2 separate regions of the Mus musculus genome follow, and region 2 is linked to region 1. A link is a contact called in public HiChIP or PLAC-seq data. All regions are on one chromosome and are shown on one strand. Each heading gives the region's core, a stretch centred on a gene start, on an enhancer-like site or on the middle of the called end of the contact. The rest is flanking DNA. Distances are from core to core; before and after follow the strand shown.

Region 1 (6,270 bases), core at 2,676-5,175:
CAGCCCCACACGGTAGCTCACAACCATCTGTAACTCTAGTTCTAGGGGATCTGATGCCCTCTTCTGGTCTCCAAGGGCACCAACCATATACACATTGCATAAACATTCAGGAAAAATACTTATAAACAAACCAACAAACAAACCTCTAAAAAATGGGACTGGAGAGATGGCTCAGCAGTTAAGACTGCTATTCCAGAGGTCCTGAGTTCAATTCCCAGCAACCACATGGTGGCTCACAACCATCTGGAATGGGATCTGATGCCCTCTTCTGGTGTGTCTGAAGACAGCAATGGTGTATTCATATATATATAATAAATAAATCTTTTTTTAAAAATTTAAGTAAAGCAGGGCCAAGCAACACATGCTTTTAATCTCAGCACTCAGGAGCAGAGGCGGCAGATCTCTGTGACTTTCAGGCCAGCCTGGCCTACAGAGCAAGTTCCAGGGCAGCTAGGAATACATAGCGAAACCTTGTCTCAGAAAAAAAGAAAAGAAAAGAAATTTAAGTAAAAACCCTGTGAAGTTACCAGGTGGAAATGCAATACCAAGTGCATCCTACTTCTGGGTATATACCACAACACAGCTGGGCATGGAGGCTCACAGCTGTAATCCCAGCACATAGGCTGAGACAGGAGGATGGCTGTGAATTCCAGGCAAGCCTGTGATCAAGTAGCCAACCATTTCAAAGACCCAAAACCAGGGATAAGAGAGAGTACTTGATGCTAAAGAGTGCGGATTACTCTTGTAGAGAACCTGTTCCCAGCACAGACCTCTTTTAGCTCACACCCTGAAACTCCACTACAGAAGGATCCAGTGCCCTCTTCTGTACTCACGAGTGCACATTCCCACACAGACATGTATGTAATGCACATAAACTTACACAGGCACATAAAAAAAATAAATAATAAGAGAGGCCCATTGGTCGTGCCAACTTTATATGCCTCAGTACAAGGGGAACGCCAGGGCCAAGAAGTGGGAGTGGGTGGGGAAGTGGGTGGGAGGGCATGTGGGGGACTTTTGGGATAGCATTGAAAATGTAAATGAAATAAATACCTAAAATAAATAAATAATACATAAAATAAATAGAAAGCAGAACCTCTAATCCTAGCCCTTGGCAAGCAGAGGCAGGCGCCTGAGTTCAAGACCAGCCAGCACTGCACAACACAGTTAGACTCTGATTTTAATGGGAACAAAATGTGATCTGGAGAGAAGGCTTGATGGTTAAGAGAAACATCTTTTTCTTGCAGAGAACCTGAGTTCTATTCCCAGCAACCACGGGGTAGTTCACAACCAATTCCAGTTCCAACTAATCTAATGTCCTTTTCTGTTCTCCATAGGCACTGGCACAACTGCAATACACATAAACACACACAGGCAAAACACACATAAAATCAAGAGTGAATATGTCTTTTGTCCTTCAATAAAGACACACATCTGTATGCCCACATTCATATCATTGTTATTCACGGCACCTAAAACATGAATCTATGTATCCATGAATGAATACATAGAAATGAAAAAAATGGATATTACATACAATAGAATACTAGTCCACCTTAAAGGAAACAAATTCTAACTTATGCCACACATAGACAACCTTGAGAACATTATGATCAATGAAATAAGCCAGTCACAACCAGGTAAATGATGTATGGTTCCATTTTTATAAGATATTTAGAGTATTCAAAATTACAGAGATGATGCTGGGTGCTTAGCTCAGTGATAAAGTGCTCACCTAGTGTACATATAGTCCTGGATTAGATCCCAGAACCTCTCATAAAACTGAGTGTTAGTGCATGCAGCTGGTCAGAGCAAGGGTCAGGAGAATTAGGTATTCAAGATCATGCTTAGCTACACAGGGGGATCAAGGCCACCTGGGATACAGGAGACCCTATCTCAAAAAACTACATAGGTAGATAGATAGATAGATAGATAGATAGATAGATAGATAGATAGATAGATATCAGAAGGGTAGCTACCAGAAGGTAGGGAAGGTGGTTAGAGAGTTATTTCTTCATGTATGGAGTTTGGGTTATACAAGATCAAGAATTATGGAAATAAATATAAACAAGACAGTGATGCTGTATTGTCCAACATGATGAGAACTAGCAACACTGAAATATACAATTAAAATAGCTATAATGGTAAAATTTGTGTTTATGCATATTTTAACACAACATACCCAAAGCAAGGGAAAATGGCTTGGAAACACACACACACATGCGTGCACACATGCACACACACACACACACACACACACACAACTCCAAAACTCCTGACATAGAATACTTACAGAAACCGAGGCATGAGTCAAGCAAAGAATAATTAGCCTGGGAAAGGGACGGACCCGAGGGTTGTGGTCCCACTGTGCTGGCAAACATGAGGAAAGAGGAATTCCAGGAGAGTTTCTCTTAATCCTAGAGGATTTTGTTTGGTGACAAGGACATGGCCCTCTTCTGGCTTCTTTTTGGATCTCAGACTTCCCATCAGCAGGACTTAGTGTAGAAACCTGGGGACTTGGGGCTGGGGACTAATGAGGAGAGGTTCAATTCATCCTTCAGGAGAGCCAAAGAGACAGAAGGGGGTTTCTACTCATCCTCCAGGTAAAGATGCTAAATGTATTCCATTCACCACACAGCCTGGAGAGCTGGGGAAAATCCTTGGAGGGTCAATGACCTGGCTTTTCCAGAAGAAGGCAGGGACGACTCAAAGGGGAAGAAGAAAGGCACTGAAGGAGAGAGAGGGAGTCATTACCATAGTCCTAAGGCTCAGCATCCTACACAGACACAGTTACACACACACACACATACACACGCACACGCACACGCACACGCACACACACACGCGCGAGTCCAGAGGTCACAAGCTATTGGAGAGGACAACAGAGCTGAGAAGCCGGGATGGGAGGGAGTGGCCTGGACCCAGCAGGTGCAGGCTCCTGTGGCCCTCAAGACAAGAGACTTCTCAGAGAGAGAGACTTCAACCCTGCAGCCTTCTCCTCTAATGCCTTGCCAACCCCTCCCACCCCCAGCCTCTCCACCACAATGTCTTGGTCGCCTTCGGTGCTCTGGTCACAAATCCCAGCTCTCGGGGATGTCCTTTCTCTCCACTCATCGGCCTCTGTTTCGCTGGTCTGTTTCTGTCCTTGTTAGCCTAAGGCCATCCTGTGTGTGGTCTCACTGTGATTGTCTCTGATTTGTTTCAGCCTTCTCTGCAGCTCCATCACAGCCCTGGTTGCAGTCCACGTCCATGTTCATCCGTGTCCCTCTGTCTCCATGCCTGTCTTTCTCCATCCTGCTGGCCTCCTCTCTCTGCCAATCTCCATCTCCACCCCTGCCTTTCTCTTCTACCGCTTCATCCTTGTCTTCCCTTACTTCTATTTCGAGGTCTGACCCCTTTTCTCTAGTCTCTCCATACCCACGTCCCCTCCTTGTCCCTGTCCCAGGCTCCTGTCTCTTTCTCATCCCTGTCTCCATCCCCCTCACTCTAGGGCAGCCTCGGCAGTCCTCGCAGGGATAGGACCTAGCTGGGGGCGGGGCTGAAGGGCCAGATCGGAATAATTCGGTTATCTGGGAGAATTGAATTAACTTCTTCACACCAGCACCGCGGGGCCTGCCTCCCTAGCTTCCACGGGGCCGCAGGTGGGAGGCCCAGGAACGAGGTCGGGACCCTCCTGCTGGGCATGTTGTGTAGAGATCGAAGGTCTAGGCCGGATTGGGACAGGATAAGGGACTCTCGGATTGGGGTCCCACGATGCTCCGCCTGCACCTCGGGAGCCCTAAGAGGGAGGCCCTTTGGGGTGGGGGACCCGAGGTGGCTAGGGGCGGGGTCTGGGCCGCTCAGGCCCCGCCCCGCGGAGCTCGCCCCGCCTCGCCCCCTCCGCGGGGTCCTGCGCGTTAAAAGGCGCGCGGGCTGGCAGCACTGCACTTGCGTTGCACCGGGGCAGAGTGCGGGCCGCGACGGGGCGGGCGGACTCTCGGGCGCTCAGAGCCGGTCTCAGGTCCTCTGCGCCTGGAGCTCGAATCTCCATCCCGAACTCCACCCAGCCCGGGACCCCGACCCCAACCAGACCCGGCCCTGCCCGGCCCCCGCCCCCGCCCCCTCGGGCCGATGGACTACTCCTACCTCAATTCGTACGATTCGTGCGTGGCGGCCATGGAGGCGTCCGCCTACGGTGACTTCGGCGCCTGCAGCCAGCCTGGAGGCTTCCAATACAGTCCCCTGCGGCCTGCCTTCCCCGCCGCTGGGCCACCTTGCCCCGCGCTCGGCTCCTCCAACTGTGCGCTTGGCGCCCTACGCGACCACCAGCCCGCACCCTACTCGGCAGGTGAGCGCAGTCCCATCCCAACCCTACCTCCAAACCCCACCTCCAAACCCCATGAAACCCCAACTACCTTTCCTACTCTGCAAGTAATTGTGACTGAACCCACAAGCCACCCCTACCTATGCTGCTGGCTAGACTCCTCCAGTGTACTTTGAGACCCCCGGTAATAGGAGTTTCTTCTTGGCAGGGATGAGCCGCACCCTCTTGTTCCAACGGTTCCTCTTTCTCAATGCCAACCCCCTACCCTGTGCCTTTCGTATCAAAGAAACAGGTCCAGTCTTAGGCCTCTCATTAGGCCTTCCCCTCCCCACCTACAAAGGTGACCACCAAACCTCTCCATTCCCAGAATCCTCAGAATTGGCTTCCAGCTCAGTCCAGCCAACTCTCATTCTTACCACCTGTGTCTTGGGTGATGCCACCCTCAACAAAGATCCCTGCTGCCGCTGAGCTGCCCAGATGGCATCCTTCCCCCAGCCTTGATTCCTTCTTTCCAGCCTCACCTTGCCCTGTCTTAGACCTATCCTGCCTGGGCCCAAACCTTACTGCACCAGCAGAAAACAAAAAACAAAAAAACGGGTCCCATAGCCACAGAAAAGGAGCCTCTATCATTTGGACCACTTTCATTCCCACATTCCCTCCCATCCCGGACGACAGCCCTTGAAATCCCAGGAGCAGATAGATCCTCCACCCTCGAGTCCTTTGATCCAAGCAAGTCCCAGTCCAAACCCTCAACGTCATTTAGCCTTTTAGGTATCCCTATGCCTTCTGTTAGTGTCCCAGCATGCCCCACCCGGCTTCCTCCTTTCATAATCCCCCCACCCCCAAATATCACTGGAACCCGAAAGGAGGTCTGGGGTTTGTTGGGGAGATAAATACCTTAATTTAGAGAAATAATGACCTTTAAGAGGCGGCCGTAGACCAAAATGGGGTTAGGAAGACTGGTGGTGCTGGGCCAGGCCAGGATGGGGATCCCATAAATGGGAACAGGAAATAGGAAGATAGGACCCTTGAGAAAAGGGTCTGTGAGACTGTGGATGGGATAAGGTACGGAGAGATGGAAACACAAATGGAGACCCTGAGAGGAATGGGTGCATAGTGTTGGAAAACAGAGATAAGAACCAGATGGTGGGAACACACATTATGGAAGATGGACACCAAACGAGCCTGAAAACAAATACTCGAGAGGGAAAGAAAGATGGAGTGCAGAAGAGAAGAATTTGGGAAGATGGGACCCCATGAAAAACATGGAAATTTAAACCAGACTTAGATACAAGGATTTAGAGATGGTGTCTGCGTCAGGTGTTGGAAGATGGTGAGGGAGGGGCTGGGACAGGACTTAGAGGAAGTGGGACAGAGGTGACTGAGTGGGAGAAAGGGGACAAAGAAAATAGAAAAACTTGAGTAAGAAGGAATAAGAAGCGGTCTTCGTGGGCACAAAGAACAGTGGATCCAGAAGGGGAAAGTTGAAGAGAGGCTCAGATGGAGGCAGGGGAGCGGAAATACCTAAAGAATATGGACCAGGGAGGAGAGGCAGGACTGAGGGGGGAAAGCTTGGGAAAGAGAGACATGGGCTGAGGAGATGGGGTGAGGAGAAAGGGAACCCCATCGGTACATAGAGTCTAAAGTAGACCTGCCTGGAGAATCTCAATGGCAGAGCCAAGGCCCGAGACTGGTTAGTGGGGATACTCTGGTGCTGATGCAGACATACCCTGCTCCTGTGATCAGAGAACAGGACCTAGAGTTCCCCAGGAAGAGTGCCTAAGCAGAAACGCCACCGTGAGGGTAGGAGGCTGGGAGAGGCCAATGGAGTGGTAGGGGTTGAAAGAAGGTGGGGAAAATGAGGACGAACCCTTAGTTGGAGCTTCTGATTTGTTTCTGGGAACTCTTAAGTCCCTTGATGATTCAGCCTTAGGGACATTGACAGGAAGCTATTGAGGACCAAATTG
Region 2 (6,270 bases), core at 1,497-3,996, 280 kb after region 1:
CTCTACTTTAGAAGGCTTCATCCTAAACTCAAGGAAGGGAGGAGTGTTTTGTCCTCAGCACAACCATACTCCCAGAGTGTGATGTGGGAGGGGAGAGGGCCTGCCAGGGTCTACAGCAGCATACCCGTGTGGACAGGGGTTTGCCTGCATTGAGCCTGTGGTATGCAGTGGGAAGGAGAAAGGTGGAGGCAATCTCTATGGAGGGGTAGCATGGAAGGAGACTTCACACGGGGATCAGGGAGCACAGGGAGGTGGTATTCTGGGAGAATGACCTGGCACTTGGATTCCCTAATGGAATAGAAGTTCCTGAGAAGAGGACTGGGAGGAGGGAAGAGCCTCTTGGGAAGGGTTTCCGTTATCATTCCTCCTCCACCACCACCTTCTCAGCCTCTGACCCACAACTGACTTTGTTGACAAAGGATAGTCGCTAGAGTTACCTTCCAGAGGGCGTGCAAGCTGAGGCAGCTGAGGACCATCAGCAGATCCTCCAGAATCATCCTAGGACGAGTCCCGAGACAGCAGGACCCTGATGATGATGAAGCCAGTGGAGGGGAGTGCTGGCTTGGATGGGCTCCAGGACCTTCCTTCCTTCAGCCTAGGAGGGTCCTTAGTCAAGGACTGGAACTCAGGAGGGATGAGGGGTGAAGCTGAGGATGAGTTTAAGGATGGATGTGGCTTCAGACTTTATTGTCCCCATGTCAGCCCTAGTCTATGACTACAAGATGGCCCCACACCCAGGGTCTCCAGGACTTCTTTGCGATGGTATAGGTGGGCCACTTATATGACTCTGCCGCAAGAGGGGCGGGGCTGGGCGGGGCAGGGATGGGAACCCACCTGGAAGAAGTTGAGACAGAGAGCGGCCCGGCCCAGGGCTATGGTTCTTTGCGGCTGACTGGAGCTGAAGTGCCGGCAGGCGCTCGCAGATCGCAGATCCTGAACAAACAGCTGGACAAAGTCCCCGGGGCTAACTATAGCCCCTGGACTGGTAACCCGACACCTATCTTCCCCAACAACAGACAGGGGCGTGGGAGCTGAACTGGCAGAGTCCTTGGGTGATTGAGGGGCAAAACTCTCCTTCGTTTGGATGATAGGTTCTTTCTGTAAGATCTGAACTAAGTCAAAGTTGGGGGAGAGACCTGTGAGACTTGGTCTCTTCTCCGGTGGCCCTGGGCCGGGCCATGGCCCTCAGACCCCCAGGCCACGAAGCCCCACGAGGATCTCTCCTTGTTCATTACGCTAGTTAAGTCGCCAAATCTGTCTTATTTGCATACAATTTGCATACGACACACGTTGGGTCACGTGCACCAGCATCAACCCTCCACCCCACCCCCACTTCCTTCCCTACTCTTAACCTTCTTTGTCTCCTACCCTGGTCCGAAGGGCCGGGGTAGAAGGGAATTTATGACATTCAGTGCTTAGCCGTCCAGGAACAGCCACACCCCTTCCACCCCCTCAGACATTCCCTTTCCAGACTTCTCCGGCTCAGCTGAACCCATGTTTGTAAACACAGCTTTCTCTCGCACCTCCCTTGTGCTTGACTATAAATAACCTAGTTCTGAGTTCAGATGCCCAGTTGGGTGTAATGGGAGAAGGACCCAGCTTGCGGGAAGGTGAAGGAGGGACGTTCTTAACACCAAGGGTTAGAGATGCCTCCTGTTGGGGCCACCATTAGCATAGGATAAGGCCTCTCCAGTCCAGCTCATGAATTTACCCATCACCACCCTTTACCACCTCATATTGTCAGCCAAATAAAGTTTCCTTCACCCAAAAGCCTCTTTTCTCCTCCAATCCTTCCTGAAGGCTAAAGAGAAAAACAAACTATGTCCAGCAGTGATCCCTTCCTTCCCTCCTGACCCCATCCTCCCTTTCTGGGAGGAATTCAGGTACTTGCAGTTTCTGGGACAGCAGATGCTGTGTGGGGGCAGCCTATGGCTTGGGGATTTTCTTATATCCTAGCACCCGGAACTCCAAGAAGTGGAGTCAAATCTGGTCACGTGTGGGTCAGGGATCCTGAGAGGGGCAGCATCCTCTCAGGTCACACGGTGAGTCAGAGATCCAGCAGGAAGCTAGGTTCTTTAGGGCAGAACAAAGCTTGCCCTAAACAACATGCATTGTAAACTTTATATGCCCCAGTACAGGGGAACTTCGGGGCCAAGAAGTGGGAGTGGGTGGGTAGGGGAGCAGGGTGGTGGTGGGATATAGGGGGCTTTCGGGATAGCATTTGAAATGTAAATGAAGAAAATACCTAATAAAAATTTGAAAAAAAAAAAAAAAAAAAAAAAAAAAGAACATGCATTGTGGTGGTACATGCCTATAACCCTAGCAATCGGCAGGGAAGCTGGGGCAACAGGATTGCTTCAAGATCAAGGTCAGCCTGGACTTTGTGAAAGAAAGTATTAAGACAACAACAACAATTAACCACCACCACCACCACCACAGAACAAAATGGAAGGAGAGATGTGTGGAGTTGGGGTGATCAGAGTCCAGAACCAAGCCTGGTGAGAGGGCTGCAGCCCCATCTCCTCAACACCCCCAACACTGCCCTCCACACCTCTGTATTCGGCAGCTCTTATTGTTTTGGGAAGAGCTTTGGCCCAGGTCACACTGGGGTGAGGCTAGTGTTCCTGAGCCTTGACAAGGAGACAGCTTGAAATAGACGAGTGTCACATTTCTGAGCAGCTGTGTGGCGACAGCAGGAGGGGTAGGGAATAGACAGTATAAAAGAGAAAGCTGCCCTCCCTGCCCTGTCTATCCCAGGAGACCAGGTCAGCTTTGCCCGCCATGGAGAAGGCTAGGTAAGGCCAGAAGGCTACCTCACCTCCTCGCATAGGGAGCAGGGAGGGAACTTTTTTGATTTAAAATCTATGGTATTAATAGTTTTAGGGATCCTTGGATCCCAGGAAGGTTTGTGGATGTGGGGAAGTTTGGGGTTTTTGAGGAGAGCCTTGGGGTCATATTCCCTGAAGGAACTGTTGAGTGAGGGCCAGAAAAAGGAAAACCGAGGGTCAGAGGATAGGGGATGCAGCTCCCTTGCCTGTGGAAAGGGATTTTTAAGCTGGATTCAGCTCTCCTGTGCCAGAGACTAAGTTAGAGGCCAGCCTGGGATACCTAACAAGACCCTGTCTCAATAAAATAAGATAAAAAAAAATAAAATGAAATGAAATGAAATAGGGAGAATTCCCAGTGTCCCAGACCAATCTCTGCTGCATTTCCCCCGTGACACTGGTCACCAAGGAAAGCAATCTATTTACTCTGAGGTGCTGTCTGATTGGCAATGCTCACACCGCCTCTTAGCCTGTTTACCAGAGACTGGGGGGAGGGGAGTCTTCCATCACAGACTGAGCAAAAGGAGGCCAGAAGTGACTGTAGAAATGAGGGTATGTGGTGGACACAGGCAGGCTTTAGCGAGGCTTCCGTTCTCTAATGGACGGGAGCCAGCGCTGACAGATAGGGTGCGCTGTCTGGACAAGAGAAGAGGTGGGCTTCCACGGATTTTCCGGGATTACTGACTGGGGTCATCATCTTGCCTGAAGGACATGGAGGGCTCAGCAGCTGAAGCTGTGAGACCTGAGCTTCACTGCTCCCAATGCTCAGGCTGCTATAAAACCTCTGGCAGTGGAGGGCAGAAAAATCACCCTGCCCAAAGAGGTGATTGACATATCTGCCTTCAGAGTGACAGAACCTGACTCAAAAGGGAACACATGGACGCCAGTCTCTCCATCCCAGCCCAGTTACCCATGAGCATCTGCAGGTCTACCTGAAGCTGGGTGTTTGTAGATTTTACTTCCTTCATCAGCAAGTACTCGGGTGACTTTGCCTAGTCCTGGCCTGAGATCAGGGATTACTGCCGGTTCCTACACAGGTCAGGGGTGGGGCTTGGGGCGCTCAGGAGAAGTCAGCACAAAGTGATGTAGAGCCCCCAAAGGATTCTGGGGCTTTCTGAAAGAGGTGGGCCCTGAGCTAGGCCTGGAAGAGGAGGAGGTCAGGACAGCTCAGGGCAGGGAAATGGCAGAGCCTCTCTGGAACTTTGTTCTGTACTGTAGGCGCCAAGCAGGGACGGGAAAGGTCCCAGGGGGCAGGATCATTGAGCAGGCTGAGGCGAGGAGCAGGCTGAGGCGAGGAGCAGGCTGAGGTGAGGCGGCCACCGGGTGCAGAGAGATGTTTTACTTCAGTCTGCTGCTTTGTTTGGAGACAGGGTCTTGTGTATCCCGGTCTGGCCTGGAACTCACTGTGTAGCCTTGGATTCCTGATCCTCCTTCCCTCCGTGAATACTGAGACTTCAGGCACATGCTAGCACACTTGACGTCTAGGAGGTGTTAGGAATCAAAACACAGGGACTTGTGCAGCATAGGCAAGCCCTCTCTGCTTTTTGGTTTTGGGTGTTTTGTTTTGTTTTGCTTTTGCTTTTTGAAACAGAGTTTCTCTTTGTACCTCTGGCTGTCCTAGAATTCTTTCTGTAGACCAGGCTGGCCTTGAGTGCTGGCATTAAAGGTATGAGCCACCATAGAGGCATTTATTTATTTATTTATTTATTTATAGATTTAAAAATTATGTGAGTGTGAAGCGTGTGTGTGTGTGTGTGTGTGTGTGTGTGTGTGTGTGAGAGAGAGAGAGAGAGAGAGAGAGAGAGAGAGAGAGAGAATGAGTTTACATACAGTGCATGTGTGCAGGACATTAGATCACATGGAACAGGAGATAAAGGTCTTTGAGAGCCTGTGCTGCTGGGATCTAAACCTGGGACCTCTGCAAGAACAGCAAGTGTCTTGAACTGCCGAGCTATCTCTCTAACACCAGCACCCATGCCTTTTAAGATATACTATCTTTTTTTTCCTCTCATAATTCTCATTTCTGCATTTTTCTCAGTATTTTGAGCTACTTTTCCATCAGTTTTGGCAGAGAATTTTTTTTAAAGATTCTCTTTTTAATTATGTATATATTTGTGTGTCTGTATGTGGGTATGTGCACCTGAGGACAGGATTCACCAAGGCTAGAATCATCTGACTTCCTACAGTCAAAGTTCCAGGCAGCCATGAGCCACCTGATGTGGGTGCTGGAAACTGAACTCATGCCTTCTGCAAGAGCAGTCTATTCCTTTAACTGCTATGCTCCCTCTCCATCCCCACACAGAAGGTTTTAAGCAGGTAAGGACGGTAACCAGGGCTGTGCTTTAGAGACATTGCTCTTCCCGCTCTGTGGTAAATGCGCTAGCAGGGCTGAGAGGGGGCAGGCAGATTGTCTAAGGAAGAGGCAGACAGAAATAAACAGGGCATGGATGTGAGCCTGGACAAAGCCCGGAAGGAGACTCTAGGAAGCAGCTTGGACCTGACACGAGCTGGCAACTGCAGTCATGAGTGATGAATGACTGAATAGATGGATACCCACATGACCATCATGAGAGACTAAGGTCCCACATGAGTGTCTTCTGCTGGCAAGCTCACCAGAGCTAGGCTAAGCTGGGATAAGCCTAAAAGCTAATATGAAATGATTCCAGGGTTTCTCACTGAGCCTAAGGGCCACAAGCAAAGAACCCCAGGAGCCCCCAGGAGTCTGTTCTGTAAGCTTGGGCTCCCCTTCCGGCTTCTCTGATGTGAGAAGCCATCTTCTGGTCCATCCTCCCTGGGGAATCTCACCTCTGCCTGACTTCAACATCAATGATGCAAATTGCTTATTTTAGTTTTTGAGATAGGGTCTCATGATATCCCAGGATGGCCTTTGGCCCACCATCTTCCTGCCTCCTGCCTCCTGCCTTACACCACAGGTAGGCACTGCCATGTCCACCCTTTCTCTGAATCACATCCATTTCAGTCTCCTGAGTCTCTGTGCCAGGTCCTGGCAGCAGCACAGCAGAGATGGCAATAAAGTGCAAAAGAAAGCTTTCAGAGTGGTGATGGCACAGTAGCTTACACTTCCAGACCACTCACATGAAAGTTAGAAAGAGACCAGAAGACTAGACGTGGGGCACACCTGTGATCTCCGCACTCAGGACGTAGAAGCAGGAGAATCAGAATTTCAGGGTCATCTCAGCCACTCAGGAAGTTTGAAGCCAGCCGAGGTGGCATAAGACCCTGCCTCAAAAATCAAAACAAAACAAACAAGCAAGACAGAGAAAAATGATCTAGGAAAACAGTAACTAGCATTGACAAGGGTGGGACAAGGAACATTTTCTTTCACTAGTGGTGAGAGGGCACACTGGCTACGTTTTGAACCACAGTTTGACAGGGAGTATTAATATAAAAAGCACCTCCCCGCTGTGGGGTGGTGCACACCTGT

Evidence for each region. HiChIP or PLAC-seq counts read pairs in DNA pulled down with a chosen protein or histone mark.
Region 2: an H3K4me3 HiChIP or PLAC-seq map of bone marrow-derived macrophages shows a contact between it and region 1, with 3 times the contacts expected there. The contact joins the promoter of Art1 here to the promoter of Phox2a in region 1. A contact is called at or near these places in 4 of 39 promoter capture datasets (the C10 cell line, hippocampal neurons and stem cell-derived epiblast-like cells), 2 of 484 Hi-C or Micro-C datasets (the G1E-ER4 cell line and embryonic stem cells), 2 of 115 datasets of contacts at active chromatin or transcription factors (bone marrow-derived macrophages and embryonic stem cells) and 4 of 9 other capture datasets (adipose tissue, liver, macrophages and 1 more).

Annotation. Positions count from the first base shown.
Region 1 is chr7:101,814,388-101,820,657 of GRCm38.p6, forward strand. Phox2a (paired-like homeobox 2a) reads left to right here and starts at 3,926. Exons shown (of 3, transcript NM_008887.2): 1 at 3,926-4,327. The coding sequence starts at 4,111.
Region 2 is chr7:102,098,997-102,105,266 of GRCm38.p6, forward strand. It overlaps Art1 (ADP-ribosyltransferase 1), which reads left to right and starts at 2,747. Exons shown (of 5, transcript NM_009710.4): 1 at 2,747-2,795. Art5 (ADP-ribosyltransferase 5) reads right to left here and starts at 1,233. Exons shown (of 5, transcript NM_007491.2): 1 at 835-1,233; 2 at 438-647. The coding sequence starts at 497.